Linked DNA regions of Gossypium arboreum: region 2 is linked to region 1. The links are chromatin contacts, called in public Hi-C maps. All regions are on one chromosome and are shown on one strand. Each heading gives the region's core, a stretch centred on a gene start, on an enhancer-like site or on the middle of the called end of the contact. The rest is flanking DNA. Distances are from core to core; before and after follow the strand shown. Region 1 has its middle 18 kb from the start of LOC128292415. Region 2 holds the start of LOC108458593 (thaumatin-like protein 1b).

Region 1 (5,145 bases), core at 2,443-4,942:
ATTTTTTTAAAAATTTAGAACTATTGTTAAAAATTTTTAAAAAATGTTATTTTAGCTATAGTTTAAGGACCAAATTTGTAATTAACCATTTAGATTAATGTTCCATGTCATCATTTAATAGATAAAATGTAATATCCTGATTTTGGGCCTAGTCAGAATAGTGGTTTCGTGACCACAAAATCTGAGATATAAATAATTATTTTATGATTATTTTAAGGTCTATGATATGATTGCATTATTGTGTGAAAATTTCGTGAAGAAATTTTATGCATAAAGTGCTTAATTTGAAATTTGGGACTAAATTGAATAAATTGCAAAACTTGTGTTCTAGAAGTATTTTGCATAAAATTGAATTAGATTATTAATTAGAGGTCCTTAAAGAGTAATTTTACCAATTTCTAAGTCTATGGACAAAATTGGACATGGATGGAATTTTGGAAAGTTTAGTAGTAAGGGCATTTTGGTCATTTAGGGGTAAAATGAATTAAAATACAAAATTAAAAGCCAATTTTGCTCATCTTCAACCCCATGGCCGAATATAGCAAGGAGAAACCATGGCTAGGGTTTTTCAAGCTTCCAAGCTCGATTGTAAGTTCGTTCTAGCCTCGTTTTTAATAATTTTACGTTTTGGAGTCCCTTAGCTCGATTTAGCTTATGCTAGCTATAATTTAACCTAGGGTTTATATTTGGAAAAATACCCATAGGTGAAATTTGTGTATTTTGGTGTTTTATGATAGATATGAGGTTTTAAATTATGTTAGACAACTTGTGCTACTCGGTTTTAAGTGAAAACGAGCAAAGGGCTTAATCGGTAAAAATACCTAATAGTCATAAGTACATGTTAGAGTGAGAATTTGATGTTGCCATAGAAGGAAAAATGATCAGCATGTCATAAAACATAAGAAAATAGGCTGAATTTTAATTTACGAGCTTTGGGGCAAAAGTGTAAATATGCAAAAGTTTAGGGGCAAAATTGTAATTTTTCCAAAATATGATTTTGGGTCAATTTGAATAATGTGAGTCCTAATTAGACTATATTTTAAATGATAGAGCAAGGAAAACTGAAATTGGCTAAAATGGGGAAAATACCAAGTTGTGGACTTAAATGGTAAAATAGCCATTTTCAGCATACGAGGTAAGTTCATATGTAAATGTTGGTAACATAGTTATTATTTTAAATGTTTTAATGTTTTTAAATGATATGATAATTATTATGAAATATTATACTTGTGATAATTGTTTGATAATATGTCAAATTATGTGATATACTTGGAAAATATGAAATACTACCGAGTATCGGTATCGGCATTCCGTAGAAGATGGTTGAGACACATGATTGGGAAAAGGTCCGTTGAACCTTAGGAATGGATTAGGATACAAGTGACATGTCACTTTGGGATATTTGGGCATCCGAACTCGTTGAGTTGAGTCCGAGTTCACTTATGGATGCGAGCGTCCAACTCGTTGAGTTGAGTCCGAGTTCGTGAGATGTAACTAGGCATCCGAACTCGTTGAGTTGAGTCCGAGTTCACTTATGGATGCGAACGCCGAGCTCGTTGAGTTGAGTCCGAGTTCACTTATGGGCGGGTTACATGGTAGCTTGGCTACATATGTGGCACTTATGTGCAAACTTTCCATGTATCCGAATTATATTCGATGTGTTCAACGGGTAAAGTTCTACTCAAATGGAGGAATACTCAAGATGAAAGGGACGTATTGGTAAGTGTTGTGAAATGGATAATTTGAACAGGTATGTACTTAACCCTCGGGTTGAAAACTCGATATAACAACAATATGGTAAGATGATAAATGAAAAGGTGATATGAATGTCTTGGTGATGATTATGCAAATGATGTTATATGTTTGCTTATATGGTTATGTTACTTGCTATTTGCATGTGAGCTTACTAAGCACTTATGCTTACTCCCTCCTTTTCATTCCTTGTAGTGTTGACAAGCCAGCTCGAAAATCGGAAACGGTCGGAGGCACGCTCACACTATCCGTATACCATCTTGGCATAATGGCTTGTATATTTTGAGTATGGCATGTATAGCATTATAATCATTTTGTATATATGGTCTTATGATATGGTTATTGAGTGGTATGGAGATAGAAATGCTTGGTAATGATTAGCCATTGGAATGGCTAATCATGATCATATTTGGTATTATGTATGTCAAATTGCTAGCTAATCCATGGAAACCATGAAATAGGTAAAATTTACCATAAAATAGATTCAGACAGCAGCAGTGACGTGAGTTTGAAAAATCACTAAAATAGTAGAAATGGAATTAAATAATGAATAAGTTATGGAATCGAAGCTTGATGAGTCTATTTTCATATGGAATAAGCGAAACAGGTATATGAGCTATATTTTATGAGATGTTTAAATTTTTGTGAAACAGGGCCAGAGTGATTTCTGGATCCCTGTTCTGACTTTGGAAATTCACCATAAATTTTACAAAGATAATTAGAAGTCATGCTTTATATGTACAGATTCCTTATTGAGTCTAGTTTTATTAGAGATAAACGGCATAGTCATTGAAGCTCTGTACAGGAGATATCTGATTCGTAATACACTGAGGTCAGAGTAGTTGAACCCTGAAACAGGGAGACTTTAACTAATAAACTGTACTAATTGGCCCAACCAAAACTTCTAGAAAAAATTAGTAGATATATATATGAGTCTAGTTTCAGGAAAAATTTACGGAATTGGATTTCGAGTTTTGTAACTCGAGATATGATTTTTAAAGCGACTGTGATGCAGTTAGCCAGCTTGTCTGGAAATTTTAAAATGAATTGTATGAGCTGTTTAATTAATGAATTAAGTCCGTTAACACCTCGTGTTCGACTCCGGCAACGGTCTCGGGTACGGGGTGTTACATAAAATATAGCGGAGGGAGTAACTTGCATGTTCCAAAATGTATAAGGATTAATTTGTTCATTTTTCAATATAGAGGCCGAAATGCAATCTGTCCATAAGTACAGCGGCTTCCCTAGTACTTTTAGCAACACACCAACTATATATATACAAAAATTGTATATATTTATAAAAGAATTTATTCATCAATTGAATTATAAGTTTAGTGATAAAACAGCATATATTTACCTAATTTTACTAATCTCAGTTCAATCCTTAGACATGAATTACTTTTAATAGTTTTATTCTAAAATTTTAAATAATGATTTAATCAAATACTAAACAAAAAAAAAAAAAAAAAGAAAATGTAATAGTATAGTCGGATAGAATATGAACTACTTTGTTTTGCAATTACCTTTGCATAAATTTATTTCGGTTCCATACTTCATTCACATTTATGTGCATCAATTTCAAATATGTTAAAGAAAAAGCCACAGCTAAGCACAGACCCAAATCTAGTTTTTAAAGTACAAAACTGAGGAGTGATAATACAAACTAAGCCGCAGTTTGCAGCCCACTGAAACATTGGCCACTGATAATATATAAATATTTAACTTGGATAGAAAAGTACCAAAGAAAACAGCAAGAGATTGCATAATCTGACTCGACCTAGGTGAATTTATTTGAGCTTTAAACATCATTTAATGAAGTAAAAACCAGAGGCTGCCGTGGAAACCGAAATGCCGAAGGATCAAAGCTGCCCTATAAGAGAAAGTACTTCCCTTCAAGCAAATGATACGAAAGAAAGCGTGGAAGAAAAAGAAAGCAGCATCAGCATAGAATCAAGACCCTAGCTAGGTCACCTCTTGCTTGGTTGGTGCAAGGGGTGGCCTGGTGATGGTGTGCATAATTAAAGAGGGGGTTTTATACTGAAGCTTCATATGGGCTTATAGGAATCCGAAAATAAAATAATTAAAACATAAACACCATCATAATAATACATATTAAAAAGATGTTGTGAGTTATTGGTTAAAAGTGAAACCGAAAAAGAGAGAAGTGGAGGTTGCTAGATTCAGCATCTTCCAAGGGATATGCCATTGCAAAAGCTCCTAATTCGCACCAGATATGATGACAGCACTCTTTTTTTGATTCCCCCATAGGATTTTTATATATGGATGGTTCCTTTCCTGTTTATCACATGGAAAGGATAGCACCTCTCATCTTTGTCAAGGGTCATGTTTTAAGAATGGGACTTGTTCACCACTCTCTTCCTGCCACCTGCATGCCAAAATATTTTTTGTCAATCCGCTATTGTCATGATGGATTTTGTATTTATCTAATTTTAAATCTCAAATTAGTATGAAACTGAACTTAAGTGTTTATCTAATTTTAAATCTCAACTTTTACCAACTATTCGAAAATTTTCTAGATTGAAAAATGTAGGAACAGATGAATCTCTAACCCTTGAACTAGGTCTTGTGTAGTTTAGAAACCTGGAAAAGAGTAATATGATTATAGGTCGGCCAGTGTCTTTGTTGTTGATGTTCAATAGCTTTTTCTTTTCCCCTTTTTTTTTTGGGGGGGTTACAAAAATTCTGAATAAGATTCCATGTTCTGAGTGACACCAGCAGTATAATTCTTTTGTTTACTGAAACAGAGAACTCCAATACTCCTTTTTCTTTTTTATTTGATGGCGTAATGGCTTTGAAGGACAATTTTCACTTAGCTCCAGTCATGCAGTACATAGTTGTAGTACCAAATTATAAAAGCAGACTATACTTTCACCAATTAAAGTAGGGTTTACTACAGATTTGTAAACTGGAAATAAGAAGTTACTATCATGCCTTAATTTGAACACTAAATCCACTTGTTTGCAATGGAAGGGAAAAGGGTATTTGACCCCAAGAAGTATGAAATTTTTGCATTAAGTGACTGGGTTTAATTCGGACCTCCAAATTTGCTGCCATGACTGGACTAGCATTAATATTATTGATGCCTTCTCGTAGATGTATTAGACTTAAAAGATGAGTTTAGGAGGAAGCTGGATCGTGTTGGAGGCCACATGTTCCTCCATAATGAACCGAAAGTATACTGAAGGTTTTTGTACCATGAGTTAATTTTTTTTTCATTAAAAAATGAATAAATTAATTTATATATGTTAGATTAATAAGTAAATTGTTCATTATATTAAAATTTTCATCTATATCTATTGCTAAGTGATTATGTGGCATAATCAAATAGCGACACACTATGTGCCATGTAAATATTATGCTCATGTGCCATGG
Region 2 (4,697 bases), core at 2,082-4,581, 390 kb before region 1:
GTTGTTCACAAAAATTACTAGACACTTGATATTCCCTCTCCACCATCCCATGCTTATTATGCTTGAAACGCTCCTCAATCTTTCTTCAGCATGATCTTTTACAAATTTCTTGAACCATTTCTTCTTTTTTAGTTTGGGTTTGATCAATATAAATTATGAATAAAAATTCATATTTAAAATAAATTTGAATTAATTACTATTTTAGATAATATATTGAAAGTAAAAAATGATGATATCTCATTTAAAAAATTTAAAGAGAAAACAAAAATGAAACTATAATTAAAATGTAAAACCATAAATAAATAGGATGCCCTAAAATGAAATTTGAAGATATAAATATGTTAATAAATTATGTACAATTTTAAATAATTTTTATTTTAAATTACATAATTATTTTAAAAATTACATAATTTGTTACTAGTTTGTCATAGAATTTTAAATTTGATGGTTTCTTATAAAACTTACATGTATTTGCTACAATAGTTGAACACATCAATCTAACAAGTTATCATTCATTATCCTCATTGCAATTGGCTTCTGTTTAGGAACCAAACATTTCTTATCTTAGGATGCTTGGATGTGTGGTATATGTCCCAATTGCTCTCCCACAATGCACAAAGATGGACCCTAAAAAAAGATAGAGAATGTATGTTGATTATGAATATCCTATAGTTAAATATCTTGAACCAATGATAAGAAATCTATTTATGACACGATTTGCCAATTGACATTTTGATGAAATAGTATTATCAATATCTGGGGGAGAAAATAAATAGTTGGTAAAGGAAATTATTTGGAATGCATCTTTATTATCTCATATAGATCCTCGAACAAATCAATGTAAACTAGAAACTCAAAAGATAATACATTCGCAAAATATTGCAAATCAATTGTTAGATGCATTTACTGACCTAAAAAGAGTTACTAAATTCCATATACCAGGTGAAGAAACTCCAATAAGAATTGATGTCTCTATAGGATAATTTGGTAGTGCAAATGAACATAAGCCTCGTTTGAAGTGTGGTAATAGACTAATTGGTTCCAAAGAATATCATTATACCATTATTCGATTCCATCAAATCAAACTACTCTTATAACAATTCCATACAATTACAACTTTATTTCATTCCTGTAGAATAGATATTGCATTACAATCCTATTCCATTTCAGTGAACCAAACATACCATAAGTTTACTTTCAAATGTAAAGTTTTTAGACCAATAGTCTGAAGTGCAAAATGAGTAAAACCTGTTGAATATAAATGGGCGTTTATGTGAAAACAAATGAAAAAGATGAAGTTGTACGATACAAATCATGATTAGTAGCACAAGGCTTTTCACAAAGGTATGTTATTAATTATGAGGAGACATATTCTCCAATGGTGAATGCAAATTACTTTAAGGTATCTTATTAATCTGACAATACATGAAAAGCTAGATTTGTGTCTAATGGATATTGTTACAACTTATTTATATGGATCACTTGATAATAAGATTTATATGAAAATTCTTGAAGGACTTAAAATGTCAATAGCATGTAAATATTCTCAGGAAAATTGTTTGATGTGTTTACATAAATCTTTATACGGATTGAAACAATCCAGGCATATGTGGTATAAATGACTCAGTGAGTTCTGTTGAAGGAATATTATAAAAACAATCCAACATGCTCGTGTGTCTTTATAAAAGATTAAAATTAGAGTTTGTTATAATTGTTGTGTATGTTGTTGACTTGAGTATTATTGGAACATGTGAAGAGATTCAAAAGGCAATTGATTATTTGAAGAAAGAATTTGAGATGAAAAATATTAGAAAAACTAAGTTTTGTCACTTATCAAATGAAATTCTTCTTCATTAATCAACTTATATAGAAAAAATCTTAAAAAATTTTATATGGATAAAACACATCCTTTAAGTACCCCGGTGATTGTAAGATGACTAGATGTAAAGAAAGATCATTTTCGTCCTCGTGAGAATGATGAAGAACTTATTAGTCCCAAAGTACCATATCTTAGTGCTATATAAACATTGATGTATCTTGCTAACAGTACACGACCTGATATAGCATTTGCAAAAGTTTATTAACAAGATTTAGTTCTTCTACAATGTGTTGGCACTAGAACAGAGTTAAGCAAATATTTTGATATCTCCAAAGATCGATTGATATAGGTTATTCTATCCAAATGGTTCAAATCACAATTGATTGGCTATGTAGATGTAGGATAATTACCTTATCCACATAAAGCATGCTCTCAAACGAATTGTATTTACAATCGAAGGTACAACTATATCGTAATGCTCAACAAAACAAATTTTAGTTGCTACTTCATTAAACCATGAAGAAATAATTACAATGCATGAAGTGAGTCAAGAATGTGTTTGGTTAAGATTGATGATCCAACATATCCAATAGATGTGTTGTATATCATCCAAAAAAATGATTCTATATCATCCAAAAAAATGATTCTAACTATTTTGTACAAAGATAATGTAGCATGCATAGCTCAATTGAAACGAGGGTGTACATCAAAAGAGACAAAACAAAATATATTTAACTGAAATTCTTCTTCACTCGTGACCTTCAAAAGAATGGTGATATAGATGTTTAACAAATTTGTTCATGTGAAAATTTGACAGATTTGTTCACTAAAGCACTGCTGACTAACACATTTGAGAAGCTAGTCAATGGAATTGGTATGCATTATGTGATGTTCTCATGAGGGAAATAAAATACACGCTATAATTTTTTTTCCTTAATTGAGATTTTGTCCCACTGGATTTTCCTAGTAAGGTTTTTAATGAGACAGTATGTGATGAGTATTATAGTTATGTGTACTTTTTTTTTATTCACTAAGCAATTTTTTTTACAGGATTTTTCTCTGAATAAGGTTTAACAAGACACATTATCTACAGATAGACATCCAAGAAGTAGTGTTATAAATATTTTATAATCATAGAAGTGGATGCCCACTAGAATAAGACATTTGATGTACTGTTGAACTTTAATGTAAATTAAAAGTAGAGTTTTATTTCATTTATATTTATTATATTTATAAATATAAACTTAAAAAAAACATTGTTGGTATCTCTATTTGATTAATTAAATACCATAATTTTTTTTCCTTTCTTACTCTCCTTATCTTATAACTGAACATTGATTAGTATTTCGTAATAAAAAATTAGTAGAATTTAATTCAAAATTATTTTTGTTTAAAAATAGAAAACAGCAGCGTAAGCAGTGTTAATTCTAGTAAAATTAAATATAATCACGACTTTTTCAAAGTTAGTTGCGATAGAAGTCTATATAGTCCATGTTAATATCCAATTCCGTATGCATTGAAGATTATATTGTTTCTGGGGCATGCCTATCAGTTCTTATACTAAGGCTCTTTAAATAACGAAAAGGAAACAATTAATTAATCAATTGTTTAAGCAAAGATGAAGTCATGGATCTTTGGCCTTTCCTTGCTTACCCTAATCTCAGGTAACAAACAAACCTCAAGTACCATTCTTTCTCTGCAACTCTAGTACCTCATCAACATTTCATTTGCAAGATTTAATGCTTATCAAATGTTCGTAATGGTTCTAGAATTTTTATCATTTTCTTATATTGCAGAGTCTCACATGGCAAGTCTCTACACTAGAAACAACTGTCCATTTACTGTCTGGCCAGGAACACTTACTGGCGCTGGTATACCTCAATTGTCCAACAGTGGGTTCGAGTTAGCCCCACAAGCATGGAATGCCATTACTGTTATTGCTCCTTGGTCAGGCAGACTCTGGGCTCGAACCCAATGCTCAACCTCCTCCGGATTGTTCACTTGTGCCACTGCAAACTGTGGGTCGGGCCAGGTTGCCTGCAATGGTGTAGGTGCAGTCCCTCCTGCAACCCTTGTAGAGTTCACTTTACCACAAAATGGAGGACAAGATTTCTATGATATCAGCCTAGTAGATGGCTTTAACTTGCCGGTTTCAGTAACTCCACAAGGCGGCTCGGGTCCAAACTGCACCATAACTAGCTGTTCGGCAAATGTGAATGCAATTTGCCCACCAGAACTGATTGTTAAAGCATCTTATGGGAATACCATAGCCTGCAAAAGCGCATGCCTAGCTTTCAAGCAGCCCAAGTACTGTTGCTCTGGTGAATATAATTCACCCCAGAAATGTGAACCCACAAATTACTCGATGGTTTTCAAGAACCAGTGCCCTCAGGCTTATAGTTATGCTTATGACGATAAAACTAGCATTTTTACCTGCTCTGGTTCACCTAATTACCTTATCACTTTCTGTCCATGAAACCTTAGCAGCAGGAGTAGGCTTTATCTGTTTTGCATTCATTAATAAAGAAAATGTTAGTACTGTTGTTTATATGCTTTGCACATAATTCTCATAGTTTTTCTAATTTTACTTTTAATCCTGTTATTTTCATGTCTCATCTAATATAGTATTAAGGTTGGCTTTTTTTACATTTAGTGGATAGCCATTTGCTTTTTACGAAAAGCTATCAGGGTGAGGGGATTAATGTGGCTAACCTCTTCAAAAAAAAAAAAAAAAATAGATGTACTCTTTCTTATTCTACTGCTAGTCCGAAATCCTCTTTTTGTGTGTGTGTGTGTGTGTGTACAAGAGGAGAAAATCCACTAAAATCAACCTAGCTGTAGACAAGCTAAACCGACGCTATCATTATGTAGATGCTGA

What was found. Hi-C and Micro-C count contacts between places; a contact is called where the count stands out from the background.
Region 2: a contact with region 1 is called in a Hi-C map of leaf, with 2.5 times the contacts expected there. The contact joins the promoter of LOC108458593 here to the enhancer-like site in region 1. A contact is called at or near these places in 2 of 5 Hi-C or Micro-C datasets (both in leaf).

Annotation. Positions count from the first base shown.
Region 1 is chr4:95,361,483-95,366,627 of ASM2569848v2, reverse strand. No RefSeq gene overlaps it. Among protein-coding and RNA genes, the nearest start is that of LOC128292415, 18 kb to the right of the region's middle. Within about 2 kb of position 3,692, at least 2 of the 2 cell types and tissues checked have an H3K27ac peak or open chromatin away from gene starts, as enhancers often do. A contact at or near this core is called in leaf, where this site is marked.
Region 2 is chr4:95,752,378-95,757,074 of ASM2569848v2, reverse strand. LOC108458593 (thaumatin-like protein 1b) reads left to right here and starts at 3,331. Exons shown (of 2, transcript XM_017758004.2): 1 at 3,331-3,483; 2 at 3,616-4,364. The coding sequence starts at 3,438. The coding sequence ends at 4,295.